2 separate regions of the Mus musculus genome follow, and region 2 is linked to region 1. The links are chromatin contacts, called in public HiChIP or PLAC-seq maps. All regions are on one chromosome and are shown on one strand. The core of a region is the stretch at or near the end of the contact, and the rest is flanking DNA. Distances in the headings are between cores, read along the strand shown.

The links. HiChIP or PLAC-seq counts read pairs in DNA pulled down with a chosen protein or histone mark.
Region 2: a contact with region 1 is called in an H3K27ac HiChIP or PLAC-seq map of embryonic stem cells, with 5 read pairs. The contact joins two enhancer-like sites. A contact is called at or near these places in 1 of 484 Hi-C or Micro-C datasets (nephron progenitors), 1 of 115 datasets of contacts at active chromatin or transcription factors (embryonic stem cells) and 3 of 9 other capture datasets (adipose tissue, liver and pancreatic islet).

What each region holds. Positions count from the first base shown.
Region 1 is chr7:30,032,399-30,036,967 of GRCm38.p6, reverse strand. Zfp14 (zinc finger protein 14) reads left to right here. Exons shown (of 5, transcript NM_178733.5): 5 at 1-609. Among named protein-coding and RNA genes, the nearest start is that of Zfp14, 17 kb to the left of the region's middle. Within about 2 kb of position 2,112, at least 10 of the 459 cell types and tissues checked have an H3K27ac peak or open chromatin away from gene starts, as enhancers often do. A contact at or near this core is called in embryonic stem cells, where this site is marked.
Region 2 is chr7:30,141,501-30,146,069 of GRCm38.p6, reverse strand. No RefSeq gene overlaps it. Among named protein-coding and RNA genes, the nearest start is that of Zfp382, 22 kb to the right of the region's middle. Within about 2 kb of position 2,374, at least 161 of the 459 cell types and tissues checked have an H3K27ac peak or open chromatin away from gene starts, as enhancers often do. A contact at or near this core is called in embryonic stem cells, where this site is marked.

The DNA of each region.
Region 1 (4,569 bases), core at 863-3,362:
CACTTGAGCAAAAACTTCATGTTGAAAGGAGACTGAGTTTCATGAATGTGTGTTATTAAAACTTAACTATTAAGGAATCCGAGGAAATGACTTCTTCACATTTCAAAAAAGCAGCTCATTTAGAATCCCTTCTCTGACCAAATTCATGTTTAATCACGCAGTTTCAAGGATAGCTAACATAAAGGACAACTAGCAGCTTAGGGATCTCATTGTTATGCACACACATATGTAAGTATTGGGGCCACGGAAGTGCCTGTGTGGTTAAAGTGCTTGCTGTGTAAGCATGAGGACCCAACTTTGGATCCCCAGAACTCAAGTTAACTGCCAGGTAGATGTAGTGGCTCACTTGTAATTCCAGCCTCTGGAGATAGAGACCAGATATCCAAAGCAAGATGGCTAGCCAAACTATATCTAGCTATATCGGCGAGCTCTGGGTTGGATTGAGAGCCCCTGCCCCAGTGCATACAGTGGAAGAGTGAATGGACATGGTTCCTCAGATAACCTAGGATCTCCACATGCACCTGGGCACAAGTCCACTGCACACATACAAACAGAAATCACACAAATAAATACCGTGCACACACAAATAAATAAAGAAGCTTTATAGTCAATATATGCCCAGATTGGTATATTTTCTCTTTAAAAAAAAAAATATGTAAGTACACAGTTGCTGTCTTTAGACACACCAGAAGAGGGCATTAGATCCCATTACAGATGGTTGTAAGCCACCATGTGGTTGCTGGGAATTGAACTCAGGACCTTTGGAAGAGTAGTCAGTGCTCTTAATCACTGAGCCATCTTTCAAGCCCAGTTTGCTGTATTTTCTCTTTCTTTCTCTCTCTCTCTCTCTCTCTCTCTCTCTCTCTCCCTCCCTCCCTCCCTCCCTCCCTCCCTCCCTCCCTCCGTCCCTCTCTCTCTCTCTCTCTTTCTTTCTTTCTTTCTTTCTTTCTTTCTTTCTTTCTTTCTTTCTTTCTTTCTTTCTTTCTTTCTTTTGGTTTTTCGAGACAGGGTTTCTCTGTATAGCTCTGGCTGTCCTGAAACTCACTCTGTAGACCAGGCTGGCCTCGAACTCAGAAATCCGCCTGCCTCTGCCTCCCGAGTGCTGGGATTAAAGATGTGCACCACCACGCCCTGCTCCCTTAAGCAATTTTAATCAGTAAATGCAGAAGAAAAAAAATAGAATTGAGGGATTCACTGTTTTCTAGATTCTAGTGCCATGATGTGCCCAGAAGGATCTTTGTTGAATCCTAGACTGGGCCACAGAGGAGGGCTATGTCTAAAGTGAAGGAGGGAAAATCAACAAAAGAAAGGCAGTTGACAAAACCAGGTGTAGTGGTGCCCAACTTTAATCCAGTACTCAGAAGGCAGAAACAGGCAAATGTATGAGAGTGTGAGGCCAGCCTGGTCTACAGAGTGACTTACAGGACAGCCAAACCTACACAAAGGAACCCTGTCGGAAAAAAAATTATTTATATATATGTATGTATGTATATATATATATATGGACCTGACAGAATTTAGAGCAGCAAAACATTGCGAGTGACTGAATGGGTTGTTTGATCATGGAGGGCGATTGTTCCATGTCTTTTGTATGTGCTTGAAATATCAATATTTTAAAAAACAAAACAAATTGGAAACTAGTTGGGAAGTAAGCTGTCTGCATATCTACGCTGGTTAAATGCCACCAAAGCAACGTGAAGGCAAGTGACAGCCTTTGATTATCAGGGGAGTTCTCTTTATGGACTTGCCACATAAAATAGGTGTTGACCATCAAGAACCATAAATAAATAAATCCAGTGCCAAACCAAGCACAAGCTTTAGGAAATAGCTCATAACAAAGTTTTTCAAATTATCTTCATGTTAAAATAAGCTTGGTTATATACATTTATATTAGGTGTGCAGTCGCATCTGTGCTGCCCGCACTCAGAAAGCCAATACAGGAGATACTGGAATTTAATCCCCTCTCAACAAACAGTAACAATGATGACAATAAAAACTAGACCACCTGAGGGAGATGGCTCAGCAAAGTGCATGCTGCTACAGCATGGTGTCTTGGGATCTCTGGCAACGATGGAGAAATGAGGCGAGGTCTTTTCATCTGCCGATAACCGCAGCACAGGGCAGTGGTGGCGTGTGTGGCACTGATGGATCCCTGTCTGGCCATCACTGAAGCTCCCGGTTCAGTGAGAAATCCTGTCACAAACAAGGTGAGCGGGGCATGGTGATGCACACCTGTGACCCCAGCACCCCAAGACAGAGGCAGGTGGATGGCTGAATTTGAAGACCCTGGTCTACATAGGAATCCCAGGCCAGTTGGGGCTCCATGATGAGAGAGTGAGACTGTCTCGAGGTGGAAAGCTGCTGAGGAAGCCATCTGATGTCAGCTTCCCATCCCCTCAGCTCTACACTCGCGCACGCGCACACGCGCAGCACGCGCGCAGGCGCACCAAACATGGGGGGGTGGGAAGCTCTGAAAAGCAGTATCTAGACAAGCTTCATGCTTCCAAGCCATGTCTTTTGTGATGGGAGTGGCACTGTTAGAAGGTGTGGCCTTGTTGGAGTAGGTGTGTCACTGTGGGTGTGGGCTTTAAGACCCTCATCCTAGCTGCCCGGAAGCCAGTATTCTGCTAGCAGCCTTCAGGTGAATTTGTAGAACTCTCAGCTCCTCCTGCACCATGCCTGCCTGGATGCTGCCATGTTCTCGCTTTGATGATAATGAACTGAACCTCTGAACCTGTAAGCCAGTCCCAATTTAAATGTTGTCTTTATAAGAGTTGCCTTGGTCATGGTGTCTATTCACAGCAGTAAAACTCTAAAACATCTCCCTACGGTCTAAGTGAAGAGCTGTAAAACTTTACCTCCTAGTGTATAAAATGAGGACATGATCACTCCCAGGTGTGGCTGAGGAGGTGTTTATTGTAGATAAGAGGGAGAGCACAGCCAGAGGCATCTGGAAGAGTCCAAAGCAGGGAGAGAAAGTACACTATACACGGACAGTAGACTGATCTGGGCCATGAGAGGAGAGAGACGGGAAGAGAGAGAAGATCAAGCAGACGGAGAGAGGACCAAAACGGTGCATGGCAGTCTGGGTTCTGTAAGTAAGCCGAGCAAGCTGTGAAGAGCAAGCCAGTAGACAGCACCCTCCATGGTCGCTGCATCAGCTCCTGCCTCCACTTCCTACTGTACTTGAGTTCCTGTCCTGACTTCCTTCAGTGATTCACAGCAACACAGAAGTGTAAGCCAAATAAACCTTTTCCTCTCCAAATGGCCTTTGATCATGGTGTTTCACCACAGCAATAATAATCACGAGTAAGGCAGATGGCTATATGCATAGCTCTGAGCATATTAAAGAATTTGAGTAGCCGGGTGTGGTGGCACATGCCTTTAATCCCAGCACTCGGGAGGCAGAGGCAGGCGGATTTCTGAGTTCGAGGCCAGCCTGGTCTACAAAGTGAGTTCCAGGACAGCCAGGGCTACACAGAGAAACCCTGTCTCAGAAAAACCAAAAAAAAAAAAAAAAAAAAAAAAGAATTTGATAATTTATAATTAACTTGATAATTATCTTTAACACTTTACAAGTTAGTAGCTTATATAAAGTTAGGATTTTACAATTTTATCTATGTTAAGTTTTAGCCTTAAAATTTTGAATTGAAAATCCGTTGGCATTAAAACCAAACTTTAAACGATAAATACAGTTGTAAAGACAAAGAGGCTGACCAGGAGTGGGGTATTGCTGTGATACGCCTGACCATGTTTTTATAAGAAGAAGAAAAAAAAAGACAAAGAGGCTGGAAATATATCTTCAAGTCAATTTCTGCCCTGAATAGACGTTAGGAATTTATAAAGTTTACTTATAAGCACATGTTGTTCCTTATTTAAAAATTTATAGAAGTCTGCTGTTGAACACAGCAGAGATATTTGTGGTTAGACATACACCTCTGAGCCAGCTGTTATTAATCTGAGTAGGCCTTTATAACTGTAGGAATTTCTAAATCTTTTTTTGTTTGTTTGGTTTTGGTTTTTTCAAGACAGGGTTTCTCTGTGTAGCCTTGGCTATCCTGGAACTCACTTTGTAGACCAGGCTGGTCTTGAACTCAGAAATCTGCCTGCTCTGCCTCCCAAGTGCTGGGATTAAAGGTGTGCGCCACCACCGCCCGGCCCAGGAATTTATAAATCTTATTTATTAACTTTTTTTTTTAAAGATTTATTTATTTATTTATTTATTTATTTATTTATTTATTTATTTAATGTATATAAGTACACTGTAGTTGTCTTCAGACACATTGCAGATGGTTGTGAGCCACCATGTGGTTGCTGAGATTTGAACTCAGGGCCTTTGGAAGAGCAGTCGGTGCTCTTAACCACTGAGCCATCTTTCAAGCCCCTTATTAACTATTTCTTATTCATCAAACATATGTTGCTTCTTTTCTAAGATTTTCCCAAATCCTGCCTGGTTTTAAGCACAGTTAGCAAAGACATAAGTGGATAGACATACATCTCTAAATCCGTCTCTATTAACCTGAGGATCTTTATAATTTTTAAAAATTTATTATATGTGAGTACACAGTA
Region 2 (4,569 bases), core at 1,125-3,624, 110 kb before region 1:
CAACGTAATTTTTGAGCAGTGGGGTGGGGGCGTATGCTTCTTTTTCATAAGCAAGAGGCTTCTTGCACCCTGGGGCCACTAGGAACTAAAGTTGTGCGAGAATTCTTGACCCAAACGTATGTGACAAGAGGAAGTAATTCTCACCTCAACACTGGATGAAGACCCCAAGGGCGGTATCTGCTTGGGTTATGTTGGCTCCTATCCAAGAAGACCCAGTGGACAAACAAGATCCCGCCCAAACAGGTGGGCCCTGCATATCCAGGTGAACAGGAGGCGGCAGCTGGAGAAGAGGCTGGACACAGAGAAAGGATGTGTAACTGGGGGGGGGGGGGTCCCAGAAAGCAGCTTCTCGTAGGAAATAAGTAGCGATAGATGCTACATTACAGTTGCCAGTTACGCTGGCCTCCTGTTGTCCTCGAGATAAAATGGAGGTTGGAGAATTGGGGAAAGGGGGTGTCATGTGTGCACCTTTCACAATGTAGGTTTTTAAAAGCAGGAAGATTTTGCCTTAAAAAATAATAATGACAAGAAGGAGTTTCTGTGGCTAAAGAGATGGCTCAGAGGCTGGCGCTGTGGCAGAGGACCTGAGTTCAGTTCCTAGCACCACCGTGGACAGTTCCCAGCAGCTAGTAACTGCAGATCCATCCAGGACATCTGGTGTTCTCTTGAGGGAACACACACACACACACACACACACACACACCCCAAAGCTTCAAGTCTAATTAGCTAAATGAAACTGATCTGATTTTTTTGGTTTTTTTAAAAAGTATCTTAAGAATGGTTTGCAGAATTTTTTTCTGAGGCCCTAAGGTTGAGCTGGGAGGGTGAGAGTGGACTTGTGTAAGTTAGGCAAGTGCTCTTAACCACTGAGCTGCACTCCCCATTGGTTTTTTAAACTGTAAATTCTCAATGGTGCTTTGCTTATTCTAACATATTAGTCATCATTCACTCTGCGGTTTCTCAATCTACAGTGATGCTCCCTCAAATTTTTATTTTTCTTCATTAAAAATAATTAAGGGGCTGGAGAGATGGCTCGGAGGTTAAGAGCACTTGACTACTCTTCCAGAGGTCCTGAGTTGAAGTCTCAGCAACTACATGGTGGCTCACAGCCATCTGTAACAGCCCTCTTCTGGTGTGTCTGAAGACAGCTACAGTGTAGTCATAGGAATAAAATAAATTTAGAAAAATAATTAAAACAAAAATCTCAGCACACACCTTTAATCCCAACACTCTGGAGGCAGCAGTAGATGGATCCCTTTTAATTCGAACTCAACTAGGGCTACACAGTGAGTTCCCATTCCAAAAAATGTAAAATAAAATAATGAATAGATCAGCAGAGAGTGGTGGCACTTGTCCTTAGTCCCCGCACTCTGGGTGCAGAGGCAGATGGATTTCTGAGTTCGAGGCCAGCCTGGTCAATAGAGTGAGTTCCAGGACAGTCAGGGCTACACAGAGAAACCCTGTCTCGAAACAAAATAAAAGGAATCAGCCAATTACACTTTTTTTTTTTTTAAAGATTTATTTATTTATTATATGTAAGTACACTGTAGCTGTCTTCAGACACTCCAGAAGAGGGAATCAGATCTCGTTACGGATGGTTGTGAGCCACCATGTGGTTGCTGGGATTTGAACTCCTGACCTTCGGAAGAGCAGTCGGGTGCTCTTACCCACTGAGCCATCTCACCAGCCCCCCAATTACACTTTTTAAGTTGCCCATGAAAATAAAACAGCAACTATTATGGAAGTTTAAACAATGCCAACTAGCCAAGACGAGTTTTCTCACGTACTCCACTAGCGTCACATAATAAGCAACTTCACGAGTCCTCATGGACTTCGAACACAAACACTTCAAAATTCGACTCAATCAAAATGGTATTGACCACTTGTAGTCTACATCCTAGAGGCCCCCAAGGCAACTGCAATCCCGTTCACTCTCCAGAGTCCTAAGCTGTCAAACAAATCGACTCACTTTAAATCGCAGACACACTCGTTTCCCCCTTACCATTCGGGTTAACAATCGTTTCCTAAAACTGTCCTATACAGAACAGACTCAAAAAGACACACAAGTGGAGTCTTCTGGGCAAGAATCCAAACAAACCAAAACTCTGGCGCGGGCCGGGCTCGCTTCCCTCCTTCCCTCCGGGAGGCGCGCCCTCAGCTCCCGCCCTGGCTACATTCTCTCCGCTCGCTGCCTCTACTGCCTGGGCTCCCCCTGTACTCCCCGGGTTTTTTCTTCTTTGTCTACCCTAACCCAGCCTTCCCCTTCAGCTTGCCCAGCCGGGCTCGCTCAATACCCGCCCACTTCACCCAGACCCATTGGGATCACCTCCGACCGCTGGTTAGAACTGTGCGCCTGCGCGGGGAGGCGCGCTCGTTCTATCCCGGGGGTCTTTGCGGTGGGTCGGTGGTGTTGCTGGCCACACTCACCTTCCTGACATCCGGGTTTTGCAGACCTTGCACTACATTTCCCACCGACCACCGGGCCACGTTCAAACCTCTGATTTTTGGGTCTGAGTCTGGCTTGCTTGCACCAGAACTCCAAAGTGGAGTTCGCGTTTGTGTGTGCCTACTTGCGGGCGTTTGTGTGATGAGGCCATGATTAAATGCGTGGCTGGGCTTGGGTACCTGCGCTGACAAGGAGCCTTTTGAGTGACTTCCATGATTTGTGATGTGGGCTGTGATGGATTTGAAGTCCTCCATCGTTAGGATGCTGCTGCCTTGACTTAGTATTATACTGACTGGGTTCATGGGGCAGGGCTCCATTCCTGCACTTCCAATTTGTTTAGAGTCTGTTGAGGAGTGTGCTTTTGCCTCTGAAGACTAAAAATGGTGCTTACATTAAACAGTCACCTTCCAATGAAGCATGGATTGATTGTTTTCCTCGGGGACTCCTGGCCTCCGGTGCCTGAGTAAATACAGCCAGGTATCAGTAGAATGAGTGCCTAGCTCGACGCCAATTTTTGATTTTTGTTTTTTGAGACTGGTCTCTCAGTTATGTACTTCTGGTTGTCCTGGATCTCCCGATATAAACCAAACAGGTCTCAAACACAAAGATCTACAACTCTCTGCCTCTGAGGTCCTGGGATTAAAGGAATGAATCATGACACTTGGCCTTTTATTTTTGTCTATCTGCATTTTTTTTCAAAAGGTTGCCAATAAGTCTGGCATGGTAGTGCACACCTTAAATTCCGGTCGGGACTGGGGAGGCAGAGGCAGGCAATCTCTGAGTTCTAGCCCAGCCTGGGCTACAGAGTGAGTTCCAGGGTCGCCAGGGCCACACAGAGAAACCCTGTGCTTTGCTGCCTCCTTCCTTCCTAGCCCTGCAGTCTTGAACCCTGGCTCTGTAAATGCTCCTTCTAGCTGGGACGGCGGTAAGCTTTTGTAGAAAGAAAGATGGTGGTAGATCTTGCTGAGCTCCTGTCATCCGTTCCTCCCACAACTCACTCCAACACACACTCAGCGGCTGAACAGCAAGATCTGAGGGATGGTGGCATGCTCTCTGAAGACCGTTTCTCTTTTCGACTCACTTAGTTTCAAACAAGTCTTCAACGTTTCACAACCCCCTCCCCAAATGCAGCATATGATAGGAACCAAGGGTATAGACTCAGGAGCCTGTCGGGACACATTTATATTCAAACCATAACTTGAGATTCTGAGGCAAAATGATAAGCATTTTGAGGGCAGCCTAGGCTGCTGAGTGTGCCCTTGCCTCAAAGTACATTAGAAGAATCTCAGAGGATGTGTGCTGCAGGAGAAAATATGATCAAGAATGCAGAATACACCTACATTTTTTTGTTGTTCCAAGATGAGGTTTCTCTGTCCAGGAACTCACTTTGTAGACTAGGCTGGCCTCTAACTCACTAAGATCCATCTGCCTCTGCTTCCTGAGAGCTGGGACTAAAGGTGTGTGCTATCATGCCTGAATAGACCTTTCAAACAAAGAATTTTAACTATATTTGTGTGTATGTATATGTGCAGGCATGTTCCTGGAAGTCAAGAGGACAACATCCATGGGTCAGTTCTCTCCATCCATTGTACAGGTCCCAGGGATCCAACTCAGGTCTTCAGGCTTGACAAAGCCATTTCACTGTCCCCCAAATGTATTCATGTAGCATGTCACAAATAATACTGCTCAAAACCAAGGGCAAAACCACACTGGCCACTACTTAATGCCATTCCCAATGATTGCATGTACACTAATGGGCATGCAAAGGTTTTTGGTCAGCCACTATGCTCTCCTTTAAAGAATGCCCCACAGAGCAGGGCATGGTAGCGCACGCCTTTAATCCCAGCACTTGGGAGGCAGAGGCAGGCGAATTTCTGAGTTCGAGGCCAGCCTGGTCTACAAAGTGAGTTCCAGGACAGCCAGGGCTATACAGAGAAACCCTGTCTCGAAAAACAAACAAAAAATGCCCCACAGAACACATGGCCCATTATATTTCACACAGGTGTGCTCTCTAAATCTCCCACCCCCAGACACGAAGCCTGCCATTTAAGGCTTATTAGATGGACAGGTGTTGCAACTAGGGTCAAATGCAACGCCCGTCTTGTAGCGTGAGTTGTTGATTC